Regions from separate parts of the Mus musculus genome. Here region 2 is linked to region 1. The links are chromatin contacts, called in public HiChIP or PLAC-seq maps. All regions are on one chromosome and are shown on one strand. Each heading gives the region's core, a stretch centred on a gene start, on an enhancer-like site or on the middle of the called end of the contact. The rest is flanking DNA. Distances are from core to core; before and after follow the strand shown.

Evidence for each region. HiChIP or PLAC-seq counts read pairs in DNA pulled down with a chosen protein or histone mark.
Region 2: an HNF4G HiChIP or PLAC-seq map of pancreatic cancer cells shows a contact between it and region 1. The contact joins the enhancer-like site here to the promoter of Ihh in region 1. A contact is called at or near these places in 19 of 39 promoter capture datasets (the 3T3-L1 cell line, 3T3-L1-derived adipocytes, the C10 cell line and 13 more), 8 of 15 datasets of contacts at CTCF or cohesin (CD8 T cells, the NIH/3T3 cell line, embryonic stem cells and 3 more), 20 of 484 Hi-C or Micro-C datasets (Sertoli cells, cardiomyocytes, cerebral cortex and 9 more), 20 of 115 datasets of contacts at active chromatin or transcription factors (craniofacial prominence, embryonic basal ganglia, embryonic forebrain and 10 more) and 3 of 9 other capture datasets (adipose tissue, liver and pancreatic islet).

What each region holds. Positions count from the first base shown.
Region 1 is chr1:74,947,114-74,953,755 of GRCm38.p6, forward strand. It overlaps Ihh (Indian hedgehog), which reads right to left and starts at 4,559. Exons shown (of 3, transcript NM_010544.3): 1 at 3,787-4,559; 2 at 1,191-1,452. The coding sequence starts at 4,101.
Region 2 is chr1:75,038,243-75,044,884 of GRCm38.p6, forward strand. All of the region lies in intron 6 of Nhej1 (non-homologous end joining factor 1), which reads right to left. Among named protein-coding and RNA genes, the nearest start is that of Nhej1, 84 kb to the right of the region's middle. Within about 2 kb of position 2,354, at least 42 of the 459 cell types and tissues checked have an H3K27ac peak or open chromatin away from gene starts, as enhancers often do. A contact at or near this core is called in the SN4741 cell line, craniofacial prominence, pancreatic cancer cells and 1 more, where this site is marked.

The sequences.
Region 1 (6,642 bases), core at 3,309-5,808:
TGATCAAATACCTCCAAGAAATGGCCCTCCCAGAGTGGCATTCTAAGGACTGTGACAGAGCTGACCCGTGGAAAAAACAGGCTCCTGAAGCATCCCCAGATCGAGTGCTCAGGGGGTGGGGCAACGACAAGGACAAAGCCCATCATTTTCAGTTCATATGTTGGTCCCTTATGCGGGGGGGGGGGGGGGCGGGGGCGGACATAGTGGCGTCAGATGGTGGAATGGAGGTCAGCGTTTGGAGTCAGGAGTAATGAACAGGATGGGCCACTTGGCGAGCTGACCTTTGGACCGGTGTTTATAGATGAAGTGGGTATGATTTTAGGTACACACAGTTGGAAGGGTCAGGTTGTGGGTGGGGGTAGTAGGTAGGATCACCCTTGTGAAACCCGGGGGAATCAAAAATACCCCCCCAAAAAAGTCTAGTGTGCCAGTCTTTGAGTGCAACTACTATATAGTCCTATGTAGAGGGGGTGTGCAGTCGAGTGGGACCCACAGAACCATGTGAAGCATTTGTGAGTGGGTTAAGTGTAAGTGACAGGGACACTGGTGAGACTGGGGATGAGGGGCAAGGCTCCAGTGCCTGCCAGTTCTGATCAACAAGGCGGCCAATCTGGGAAAAATCCACTTTATTGAGTCCATTTACCTCCAAAATGTCCAGCTTTGGGGCTCTGGGGAGGAGATTGGGGACGCCTGCGCCCCTCTGGGAGGCCTGACCTGCATTTGCGTGGTAGATTCTGAAACTCTAGGCTTCTGGTCGGGCACTCTGATGTCTAGACACACTCTGGCCCCTAGCCCCATCATGCCTTGTTCTGCATGGGCCTGGATCGGGGACAGTGGTGCCTGCCAACCTGGCTTCCTTCATCTCTTCAACTTGTTCTGTCTTGCACTTCCTGTGGCAGTCTCTGGGCTGTGGACCACCAGGTCAGCACTCAGTGGTTCGGGAAATAGGCCCTGTCTCTCTAGGCTCCTGCCGGGACACTACCGGACATGGGAGGAGCAAGCAGTCCAAAGCAGCTGCAGGGAGCGCTGCCGCCGCCGCCGCCGCCGCCGCCTCGGAAATCCTCTTCCCTCGGGTCCCCGCCTCCATCCCCCGGAGGCCATCTTCTCCTTGGCCCTAGCGGGCTTTGCGCTGCCTGCCCACTCCCTGCGGCCCCGGCCCCGGGCCCAGCCCCCCGGCAGCAGCGGCTCACCAGACTTGACAGAGCAATGCACGTGGGCCTTGGACTCGTAATACACCCAGTCGAAGCCGGCCTCCACTGCTAAGCGCGCCAGCAGTCCATACTTATTTCGGTCACGGTCTGAGGTGGTGATATCCACCGCGCGGCCCTCATAGTGTAAAGACTCCTCTGAGTGATGGCCATCTTCATCCCAGCCTTCGGTCACCCGCAGTTTCACACCAGGCCACTGGTTCATGACAGAGATGGCCAGTGAGTTCAGACGGTCCTTGCAGCGCTGTGGAGGGGAACGAAGTTCGAAGTTAGGGAAAGGAAGCCACCCGGTGGGGAGCAGGTGACAGAAGATTCGACAGCACTCATGGGACTTGGAAAACTTGGAAGGACCTCTGCCCTTTTCCCTTAGGAGTAGAGGACTCTAAATGTGTTCTCCCAGTCTAGCAGCTTTGAGTCCCCAGGGACCTAGGCCACACAGTGGCGCCACGGATCTGGAGGACGCATGGAGTCATGAACTCTCAGGGGACTCTTCTCCAGTCTGTGGAGATCCACTTGGCTCCCTGTCACTTGCTTGGCGTTTGGATTCGCCACAAGGGTAGCTATGCTTTTCCAGGGCCCGGTTGCTCGGTTTTACCTAGGCATCAAGGTGGGTTGTCTGTCACGAGGGAGGAAATTTTAACAGCCTGCGGGCTGGCCTGCTGGGCATGCAAGGCCAAAGGTGCCCAGTAGGTGTCACCGCAGCCTCAGAGCTGAGGCCACCAGACACCGAGCCCTGCCAGTACGGCAGGTGCAGACCCAACAGCGGCCCGGATCTGGGGGTGGGGGTGAGGGTTGGTAGAAATTTCTAGTTCTTCTTAGATTCCGCCAGCAAGTGACACGAAACGTTCCCGTTGGAACCTTCTTTTGAACCCACACCTGCCTATGCTTAGCTGGAGACACCTCAGGCAGAGAGCCAGTCCCCCTCCTCTCTGACTTGGACACAGGGAGACCCCCTAGAAGGGACCTGTAAACTCTCCCACCTCCACCAGGGTGTAGTGTCCCTATTTAGGAAAGGATGGAGAAATAACCGAGCCTATGATCTCAAGAAACTGGCCCTGAATCCTTGGATCTTCCTTGAACAGCGACACCCTAGGGGGATCATCAGTGGCTGCCTATTCATGAATCCCTGTCCTTTGCCCAAGGGACCGTGCACTTGACTGAAGGAAGGGGGTGGAGTTTCCACCTACGAGGAAGGAGCCCTCCACTAGTCTTTAACACCTAGGTAAGGTGTGAGATCCCGCCAAGTATCTATCAACCTACCTCTGCCCCCACAGAGCCTAGGCCCTTACAGACCCTTGGACTTAACCTCAAGAGCCAACAGTGACTAAATCCATACTGTGCAGCCTGGCTTGAGGGTGCTCACTGCCCTCACCCCCACCGCCCGGGGGTGTAGCTCGGTTCTGGTAGCTCCTTCTAGATCCCTGTGATCGAGTTCTTAAACCTCACTAGCCAGCTGCCGCCTGACTCTTCCCCTCTACCCCCTCCTTCGGGTACAGAGCCTGGGCCCTCGCTGTCAATGATTGCCCAGCCTGTGGCCCGGATCCTTATCTGCATTCCTCGGCGCCCAGCCCGGCCCGGCCACCGGCCAACCTTCGGCCCCGACATCGGCCGGCCGGCCCCGGCGCCAGGGCGCATGCTGAAGGCCGTGGTTAAGCTGCTCTTCCTAAAGGCAGTCTTCTAACAGGGGAAGAGCCGATAGACCCTAGCGGAAAGGGGTGTGTATCTTTCCCAAGGCACACCAGACTTCGGAGAAAGAAGTGTGTGTCCTTGATGTCTGGTGGAGTTGGGTCCTGCTCCGTGCATGCAGAGATAAGTTAGTGTCAGCTCTGCTCCCTGCCTTCCTAGGCATCCCTACTCCTATTTCCAATCTTTCTTGTCCGTGCTACCAAGCTCAAGGATTCCCCAAGCTTGGTCTCAGAGCCTGAAGGCTCCAGCACCCCACCCTTTAACCGCAACCGCGCCGCTCAGCCCTCGCGACAGACACGTGGGCTCCCTCGGCTGGTTCCCTTTCCTACCTCTGTCTCCACATTCGACTTTCTTTCCCCTGCTATTCCTTAAGCCCAGAACCAGCCAAGTCGCTGCTCCAGGAGAGGGCAGCGCAGCTAACCAAGGGCACAAGGGAAGGGAAGGCCACGGGGTCCCCGGTGTCCTGAGCTTCTTCGCCTCAGGGATGCCAAACGGCTTCGTAATGACCAGGGCTGGGCTGTGAGAAATGTTAGGCCGAGAGGGATTTCGTGGTTCCCGGAGGCACAAGAGGCAGCCAGGTCCAGGTACCTTCAAGTTCCAGATTTGACCTGAGCTGCCAGCACTCGCGGGCAGAGGGGCCGCCCGCCAACCTGCGGGGCTTGGCAGCGGCAGAAAGCTCCTCTCAAAGACACCGGGCGGGATCCCGGATGCTAACACTCCCGCGGGGTTCCTTGGCCAGCCCATCTTGGGCAGAAAGACACCCGGGATTCACAAGAAGGGCAGGTGCCAGGGGGCGTGCCAGGCAGTCGAGAAAAAAGGTGCTAGAAGAGAGGATAGGGCCGGGCAGGTGGCGATGCTTCGATGGCGCGCTGGGAGGACCGATCGCGCTCACCTGGGTCATGAGGCGGTCGGCACCCGTGTTCTCCTCGTCCTTGAAGATGATGTCGGGATTGTAGTTGGGGGTGAGCTCTTTGAAGCGCTCAGAGCTGCGCGCGATCTTGCCTTCGTAGCGCCCGCTGGCGCCCAGGGTCTTCTCCGGCACGTTGGGGCTGAACTGCTTGTAGGCAAGAGGCACGAGCTTGCGAGGCGGCCTCCGGCGGCTGCCCACCACCCGGCCCGGCCCGCAGCCCCGCGCCGCCGGCACCAGAAGCAGCAGCAGCAGGAACAGACAGAACCGCAGTCGGGGCCGGAGCCAGGCGGGAGACATGGCCGGGTAGCCCGGGAGAGCAGCGGGCGAGGGCGCCTGGTGGGCTGATAGGTGGGCGCGTGGCTGGGACAGCTTCGGGGACTCAGGCGTCTGGGTGGCTCTTGGGGACTCCATGCGGGGGCGCCATGGGCAGCGCGACGCGGCTCAAGGCCGACGGGACTCAGGTGCGGGGCGGGGGCCCGGGGCCCTGGCTGGTGGCGGCGTGCTGTCCCCCTCGGCGCCTCGACTCTGAGCTGCCCGGCTCGCCGGCCGCCAATAAATAGGCCGGCCCGTTTGTTTTGGCAACGCGGCGACGGCGGGGGGCGGCGGGCGGCGGGGCTGAGGGCCGGCGGGCTGGGCTGGGCTGGCCCGGCCGGCGGACTGAAGGGACCCGCGGTTAGCACCCCGGCCCGGCGGTCAGGCGGCTCGGGCAGAGCGGGAGCTGCTGCCGTCTGCGGCGCAGCCCGGGGTCGAGTGAGAGGGGAAATGGAAGAGATCCGGGCTCGGGACCCGCGCAGACCGCACCCTATCCATGTCCCTGCCTCCTGCGCGCTCGACAGCGAACCTGCAGCAAGGGCAGCACAGCCTCCTCCCCCTCCGGCGGGCGGCCCCAAGGCTAGCCAGCCCTGTCCCGCGCGCTCCTCAGCCGCGCGTCCACCCGCCCGCTGCCCTTTGCGCCCCCTGCGCTGCCTGCGATTGTCCTCCTGACGGGCCTCACCCCACCCTGGTCTCTCCTTCCCGTTCCTTGCGGCTCCTGGGAGCCCCACCAGGCGCAAATCTCCTGGACAGGAGATGCCACCCCCACGGAGACCGCAACCCACGTCGCAGCCGGACGCAAGAGGGGGGTAGTGGCCGGACCGCACAACCGCCTACGGTGTCCCCTGCGGAGAAGCAAACCCGAAAGCTGGAGGTCATTCATAACCTGGTGCCCCACCCTGGCCCTGGCAACATTCCCTTTCTCAGCTTGGAGGAGCAGGGTTCTGTATTGACCTGGTGCACAGCTGGGGACCCTATACTGCCCAGTACAGAACTAGGGGATGCGGGTGGAGGCAATGTAGCCTTGTCAGGAGTCAAATAGGACTGGAAACACTGTTAAAAACAAGGGAGAAAGGCCATACAGAATAACAGCCTGAAGTGGGGACATCCACAGAGAGGGAAGAGCACTGAGCGTGCTGCATAAACAACAAACAAACAAACAAGCAAACAAACAAACGGATCCCAATCCACCTGCAGACGGGCACTGCCTGGGAATCACTCGCTCCTCCTCGTCCTACTTCAGAAGTGTTAGAAGCCACGGACTCTGCAGAGACTGCCCGGGAAGCGAATGAGGGTTGTGCACTTTAATAGAACATCCAGGAAGGCAGATGAATTATAATCTATACTGCCCAAACCAGAAGACGCAAGTGTGTTAACGGGCACAGATCACCACCACAATGTCAAATCTTGTGCTGTTTGCGACGGGTTCCACAAATTTAATAAAGTTATAATTAGAAAGCTCAATCTTCCTCCCTCACCCTCACCCTCAACCCCTTCCTTTCTTTACAGATGGAGTCTCTCACCTACGGAGTCCAGGCTAGCCTTGAGCTCTGGATTCTCTTGCTTCCATTTCCGGAGTGCTGGGATGGCAGGGGAGTAGTACCACCATGCTAGACATGCTAGAGAAATCATGATGCTACACACACACACACACACACACACACACACGTGCGCGTGCACCTTCCTCTACCAAAGGAAACCGTGATGATCTATATTTGAAGTTCAAGTCATTTGTTTTGCTCATGTATTTGAAAGAGGCTCTCAGGTAGCCAGGCTGATCCCTTGCCACAGAGTTGAGGATGGCCTTGAGCTACTGGCCTTCCTAACTCTGCTTCTCACGTGCAGGGTTTACGCGCACTTACAAGGTGCCACTACTGCCTTGCTCGGGATTCAGATCTCAAAGCACCATTGTGTCCTGAGAAAAAGATAGCTTTGGAGTATAGACATTCTCCAGCCTCTCACCTCTACCTCTTAGACAAAGTCTCACTATGTAGCCCTGGATGGCCTGGAATGATGTCTGCTAGGAACACAGGGATATTCCACCAAATGAAACTCCCAAGTCTTTGGGCTCAATTTCTAGATGTAGCCTAGCATGTAAAGTAATCTCAGGGTTATTTTTCAGAGCTTGCAATTGTAAAAAATTGGTAAAAGAAAAAAAACGAGAGAAATAATTGTTGGGCATGAAAGCATGTATTTCAGACATAAACAGGTACCTAGCATGTGTGAGGACCTGGGTTCAATCCTCAGTGTGCTTGTGTATGTGTGTGTGTGTATGTGTGCATGAACACACACACACAGAGCCACTGCCACTACCACCAGCAACCTATGCTCAGAGGAATAAAGAAGTAACTGTGGAAATTTTGCTATTTAGATAAAGCTCCTATTACAAATAGGAGGTTTGCAACAGGTAAACCTCCACAGGGTGCCTCTTGAAGTGCACACATCTTCAGTGCCTGCATCTAAGTGATCAGCCTGGCTGAGAAGGTTTGAGTATTAGAGAAGCCTAAACCCAGCTCAGGAGGCAGC
Region 2 (6,642 bases), core at 1,104-3,603, 89 kb after region 1:
ATTATGGTTCCTTTCTTTCAGGTAGAGCCAATGGCACTTTCTGAGGGACTGGATATAGGGTATAAGAGGATAAAAACCAAGGCTGACTCCAAGGTTTTTGGCTCAGTTAAGTGAGATTCAATTTAATTAACTTAAATAGGAAGGTGATGGTTCTTGGAAAAAAGCAACTTGGTGCATAAGAGTATGGATTCAGTTTGGGAAATACTGAATGTGAAAATGTCTACAATCTTTCCACACAGAAATATTTATTGGTTTGTTGCTTATTTGCATTTGTTTTAGGAGTTGTGCAGGCTTTTTGCTTTGTTTTGTTTTATTGAGACTGGGTCTTACTGAGTAGTTTAGACTGGCTTTAAGCTCACTATAGCCCAGGATGACTTCAAACTCCATCACCCTCCTACCTTAGCCTTCTGAGTGTTCAGACTATACCATGTACCAGCACTCCAGGCTGTCAGTGGCCTGCTGGGCCTGCTGGGCTTGCTGGGCTAGCTGAGATGAATGACAGTGAGGGGAGATAAGACCATGGACTGACTCTGAGGGCAGTCCCACAATTCAGCCATGCAGCAGCACAAGCTTGTGAGAAGAATCAAACAGTGATGTTGTGGGAAAGAGAGGACGGGTTGTGCTGTAGAAACCATACTAAGAAAAACTGCGGCACCTTGGCACATCCATGTAATTCCAACTCTTGGGAGTCTAGGGGAGGTTCATGAGTTTGAGGCCAATTTGGCCTCTGAGGGCGACTATCTCAAAAGGAAAAAAGTGAGGAAAAGGACTTTCCAAGCACCATATAGGAAAAATCTAAATGGAGAAGGGTTGGCCAACTCAATTTTCCCTGCCTCTTTTCTTGATATCTGGATCATTCCATATGACAAACAGTCTGGAGAAGGTTATAGGAATAACACCATGGTCTGTTATGTCTGAAAGAAGAGCTAGCTGAAGGAAGGAAAGATCAGGGCCCACAAAGGGATAATACAGAAAACAATACCAGACAAATGAATGAGATGTGTCCAAGCAGGAAGCTATAACACTTTAGGTGTATAAGTTCAGGGCACCATGATGGAGGATCAAGATGAAGAGGTAAATAGGTCCAGTCTTAATAGCATACAAGGAATTTGGACTTTACCCTACATGCCACTATAAGAACCACTAAAGGACTATAAGCAAGAAAGCAAGACAATCATGTCTCTTTTTCAAAGAGACTATTCTGATAAATGTAAATTTAACTGGGAAGCAGAAAGAGGATGATGGGAAGGCAGGTAAGAGGGCAGTTGCAGCATCAAGCCAAAAGGGTATCAGCTTATCTAAGGCAACAAAAGCTAGACTAAAGAACAGACTCCATGGTGGTTGGTGAGTCATAATTGGAAATGAAAACCAAGAAGAAAGCAGCAATGCAGGTGAAACCTCAGTTTCTGGTTTAGGGAACCGATGGATGATGGTTTAATCTACCAAGGCAAAGAATACAAATAAAGAACGGGTTTAAAGAAAGAAGTAACTAATTCATGTGGAGCATGCATTAGAGGCACTGATACCTACCAGTAAGATAGATATCCATGTGGAAATATCAAGGATGCAGAAAAAAAGCATGGGTCTATATGACATGGTGCTCTAAAACTAGCTCTCAGTGGTTTACAGTGCTGTTGGGACTAGGCTCTCAATGAGACAACCCAGAGGAAGGGAAAATAAATAAGATCTTGGATCTGATCCTGGGTACCATGAACATTCCTGACACAAGGTTTTTTGGTTGTTGTTTTTTTGTTTGTTTGTTTGTTTGTTTTTGTTTTTTAAAAAAAGGAGACCCATCCAGAGAAAACAAGGAAACCCCCTGTAGATGCATGTAACAGGAGAGCAGTTTTCAGGTTGCTCCTGAGTCTCCCCAGGTCTACCCAGTGCTTCTGACATAAACTCAAGCTTAGGAAGAGCAGCAGTGGGTAGCTTTTTAATGTCAAGTAATGCTCTAGAATGCTGCAACTAGACTACAGCTACGGCTACATTTAGGATACTGAGTCAGATCAATGTCAAATATCAAACTTCTTAGCTAGTATATCACACCAAGGAGATTATCTAAGTGTCCCGAGACATTCAAAGTACAGCAACGGGAGATGTTGATGTGTTGGCTATCCTTGTGTAATGTCTGAGAAGAGAGCTACAAAATCCCTATCTCTGTAAGGGCCCCCACCCAGAGAAAGCCAACAACGTGCAGTTGCCCAGGTTTTGGTGTAAAGGGCTGATTCCTAGCCAGAGGTTGCCAGCTGCAGAGGGCGGGGCTCTATTTTGGGCTGCCTGCTGTCGCTGAGCCTGTCCGAGTCTGGTTTGAGCAGCATGCAGCCCCAGTGACTCACACACCCATGCTAACCGCCTGTGGCTCAGTGGCATGGCCTCAGAAAGCCAACCTCAGGCCAGCTCCCTCCTCACCCTATTACACTGGGATAAATAAATAAAGAGCCCGCCAGCAGCCACACAGCCTGATAGCAACCAGATGGGGAAAGAAAGGCATGGGCAGGGCCAGGGAAAGGAACTCCTCCAACAGAACAGCTGTAAGGGGCTTCACCAGCCTGTGCTCATCCGTAACACAGTTATCCTGCCATGTGTAACAGTCCCCAATTCCTCAGCTTCTCTCCCACACTTAAAGATGCCTCTCAGCACTTTAGCCCCAGCCCCTGTTACGTCAGGCAGAAGCAGGTAGATCTCCAAGAGTTCAAGATCAAGCTGTTCTACATAGCAAATTTCCCCCTTAGTTGGGTCACTAGCAATTGGTGTCCATATGTTCTCTGAAAATGAAAAGTTAGAGGTTCTTTATCTTATTGTATTTTGTTTGTTTGAGACAGGGTCTCTATGTAGTCCTATCTGGCCTGGAACTTGCCATGAAGACCAGGTTGGCCTTGAATTTGCAGAGATCTGCCTGCTTCTTCTACCTCCTGAGTACTAGGGCTAACTAAAGGTGTGCACCTGGCTAAGTCAGAGTTTCTTAAGGGAAGAAGTAAAGCAAAAACATCAAATATGAGGAAGTACCCCTGTCTAATGGTTAAATATCTTCTCTAACTTTAGCATCCTAGAACTCTCTATGCCCTCCTGGCCCTGTACTGTATGTGTCCATGGCCTCTTGCCTAGCAGGATTTCCAATGGGAATAGAAGTAGCCCCAGGCACTGACCGCATGGCCCTCTGACACTGGCCTGGCCTCCTTGCCTGTTCATCCCAACTGTCTCCCTGGTTTGTTTATTTTCTATTCCATGTTGCTTATTTTGATGGCACATCCTTTCAATCCAGTCTTGGATGACCTCCTGACCCTTTTATGTCCTGTTTATAGGACCCCAGGCAAGCATAGTAACTGAAAAGATACTGTAGCTCTACAGTCCCAGTACAAACCTTTCAGTTCTAGCAGCTACATGAGACATTCTGAAGATAGTACAGGCGCCCTAGAGGTCCCAAGAATTCTCATTACCCAAGCTCCCCTCAACAGAGCATACAGACTTCAGCCACTTACTGCTGCAGCTCAGTTTCCTTATCTTCAAAATAGAAATCTGAGACTGGAGGGATAGCTCAGAGAGCAAAAGGCCACCAACCCTGATGGCCTTGATCCTCAGAACACACATGGTAGAAGAAGGCTGATTCCCACAAGTGCTCTGAACTACACTACAAACACACACACACCCCATACAGACACACAGATATACACATACCCCACACAAACAGGCACACACCCCATACAAATAGACACACACACACACCACAGACACACACACACCACACAGACACACACACACACATACACACACCAGACAGACAGACATACACCATACAGACAGACACACATACCCCCCCATACAAACAAACAGATACACACATACACCATACAGACATACACCCCATACAAACACAGACACACAGAGAGACACACACACACACACCATACAAACACACAGACACACATACCCCATACCAACAAACAGATACAGACACACACACACACACACACCACATTTTGTTTTACAGAGTCTTACTATGTAAGCTGCTTGGTACTCACTGACCAGGGTGGCCTAAAGCTCATGGTAATCTTCCTGCCTCAGCCTCCTTATGACTAGGATGTTATAGCCATGAGCCACACACCTAACTCAGGTGCTATGTTTTGGAACCAAGTGCTCTAATAATTCTGGTCCTCTGAGAGCTGAGTGGAACACAGCCAAGACTCACAAAGTTTAAAAAAAAAAGAAAAAGAAAAAGAAAAAGACTTGAAAGACAGGAAGCTGTAGCCTTCTGGTATTTTTTAATTTATTTGTTTTTTTTTTAACTCTCTGTGTGTGTGTGTGTGTGTGTGTGTGTGTGTGTGTGTGTGTGTGTGTGTGTCACAGGACAGTTTGCAGGAGTTGGTACTCTCCTACAATCATGTGAATCCTGGGTTTGAATGCAGATCATCAGGTGTGACAGCAAGTGCTTTTACCCACTGAGCCAACTATCTGATCTCTCTCTCTCTCTCTCTCTCTCTCTCTCTCTCTCTCTCTCTCTCTCTTTCTTTCTTAGATTTATTTATTTATTTATTTATTTAATGTATATGAATACACTGTAGCTGTCTTCACACATATCAGAAGAGGGCATCAGACACTTTCACACACAGATAGTTGTGAGCCAACAAGTGGTTGCTAGGATTTGAACTCAGGACCACTGGAAGAGCAGTCAGTGCTCTTAACTGCTGAGCCATCTCTCCAGCCCTTCTTATTTTTTTAACAATTAGTTCTCACTATGCAGCCAGAACTGGCTTTAAACCCATAACAATAATATAGCCCACACCTGCCTCCAACTCCTGATCCTCCTTACCTTAGCTTCCCAAGAACTGGAATCCCAGGAATGTGCTTACCTGGGCAGCTTTTATTTTCACACACACACACAGACACACACAGACACACACAGACACACACACACACACACACACACACACACACACACACACACACACACACACACACCACCCTTTCTTGGGTGGCACCTGATTCTACATCCTTTCTCATATCATTCTACAGGGCTCTCTCTTCCATGACAGCATTAAAATGATAAGCCTTCAGTTTTACAAGTAAGATAATAGCTGTTCTGAGGGAAGTGATTTGTTCCATGCTATAAAAATAAACCTTGAGAATAACAGGAATCCTCAAATACAATTCTAATAAGCAATACAGTATCCATGGGACACACTGCCACAATTTTCACAAGATCCCCTTTGCACAAATGTATCAAAATAGTCATTCAAAAACCTGAGACCTTACTACTTCTAGCCACTGTCCTCCATGTAAAGGATATAGAAATGCATTCGTCTAGTCCTTGCTCTCAGACATGCCCACAGGTCAGTACAAAAGAGAGCCACAGTGTCTCTGACATAGAAACAGTGAGCCATAAAGTAGAGATTTAAGCTACGCACTTTAGTAGCAGGGAAGGATTACCCTTACAGGAAAGGTCTAGAAAGGTCTCCCAAGAATCTGCAGCTATTGCTTAAAAAGATGAATAGAAGGGATCAAGGTGGATAAGGAGAAGGCACTGGTCACTCTTGACAAAGGGAAGAATGCATGCAAAGATACAGGCAAAAGAAAGTATCACTTGGGAAAATTAAAAGACATTCCACATTGCTAACACAGAAAGCATATAGAGTAAAATGTGTAGAAGCCAAGCTGGACAGGTGTGAAGCAGGAGAATTAGCAGAATTAGCATTGTACTGCTTCCCTGAGTCTCTGAGGCAGGGAACTAACACATCATTAACCTCCCCTGGACTACATTAACCTCCCCATGTTCAACTTAATAGAGAGAAGAAGCCACTGAGAAAAAAGTGACCTAGAGAATCTCTTACAAATTCTGTTTAATATTATCTCTTTTTCTCCCGTAAGATTAACACCTGGGGCCAGCAACATGGCTCATTGGACAAAAGCACTTGCCACATAATCCCAGGACACCACGCTGGAGAGGGAGAGCCAGCTCCTGAGAGCTGTGCCATGTGTGTGTTCCCACTCATGTGCACATGTACATACAATAAACAGAACATTGTTAAGCTAACTCCTACTAAGCCTCAAGACTTTGCATGTGTGACTCCTCCTGCAAAGCATTAGTTTTCCAGTGCAAGGACAGAGCAGCCAGCTCAGTTTTTCTGTGAGAGAGTCTGGATATGAGCGCTCAGCCAACATTCAGAGGGAGAACAGAGGCTTCTCAATCAAGCACACTCACGTTATGCCCCCCAGGGGAAATGCTAACTTTCCCATCAAGAAAAAGTATAAGACATAGACTCTGTCCATAAAAAGCTTGCTATTAGTCTAGATGGCAAGACAGAAATATGAACAATCCATACCTAGTATTATAAAGACATTGCTTACTTTTATCCTAACGTAGTAGTGTGGGTAACTAACATGTACAGTTTTAAAATGGAGCAACAATACTAAGGTACTACCCACATAACCAACAAGTTCCAGAAGAGTCAAGAAGGGAAAGACCAATATTGACTGGTATTATCAAAGGTCACTATTATTAACACTCCCACTGTTTGGCATCCAGTGAATATTCCTTTTGGCAAAGCTCAATCCTTAGAAGGGAAACCTAGGCAGAAGCTTCTGACAGGCCACAATTATCTACTCCCCATTCATTCCTGTGCCAGTCCCTTTGTATAAACACTGTGA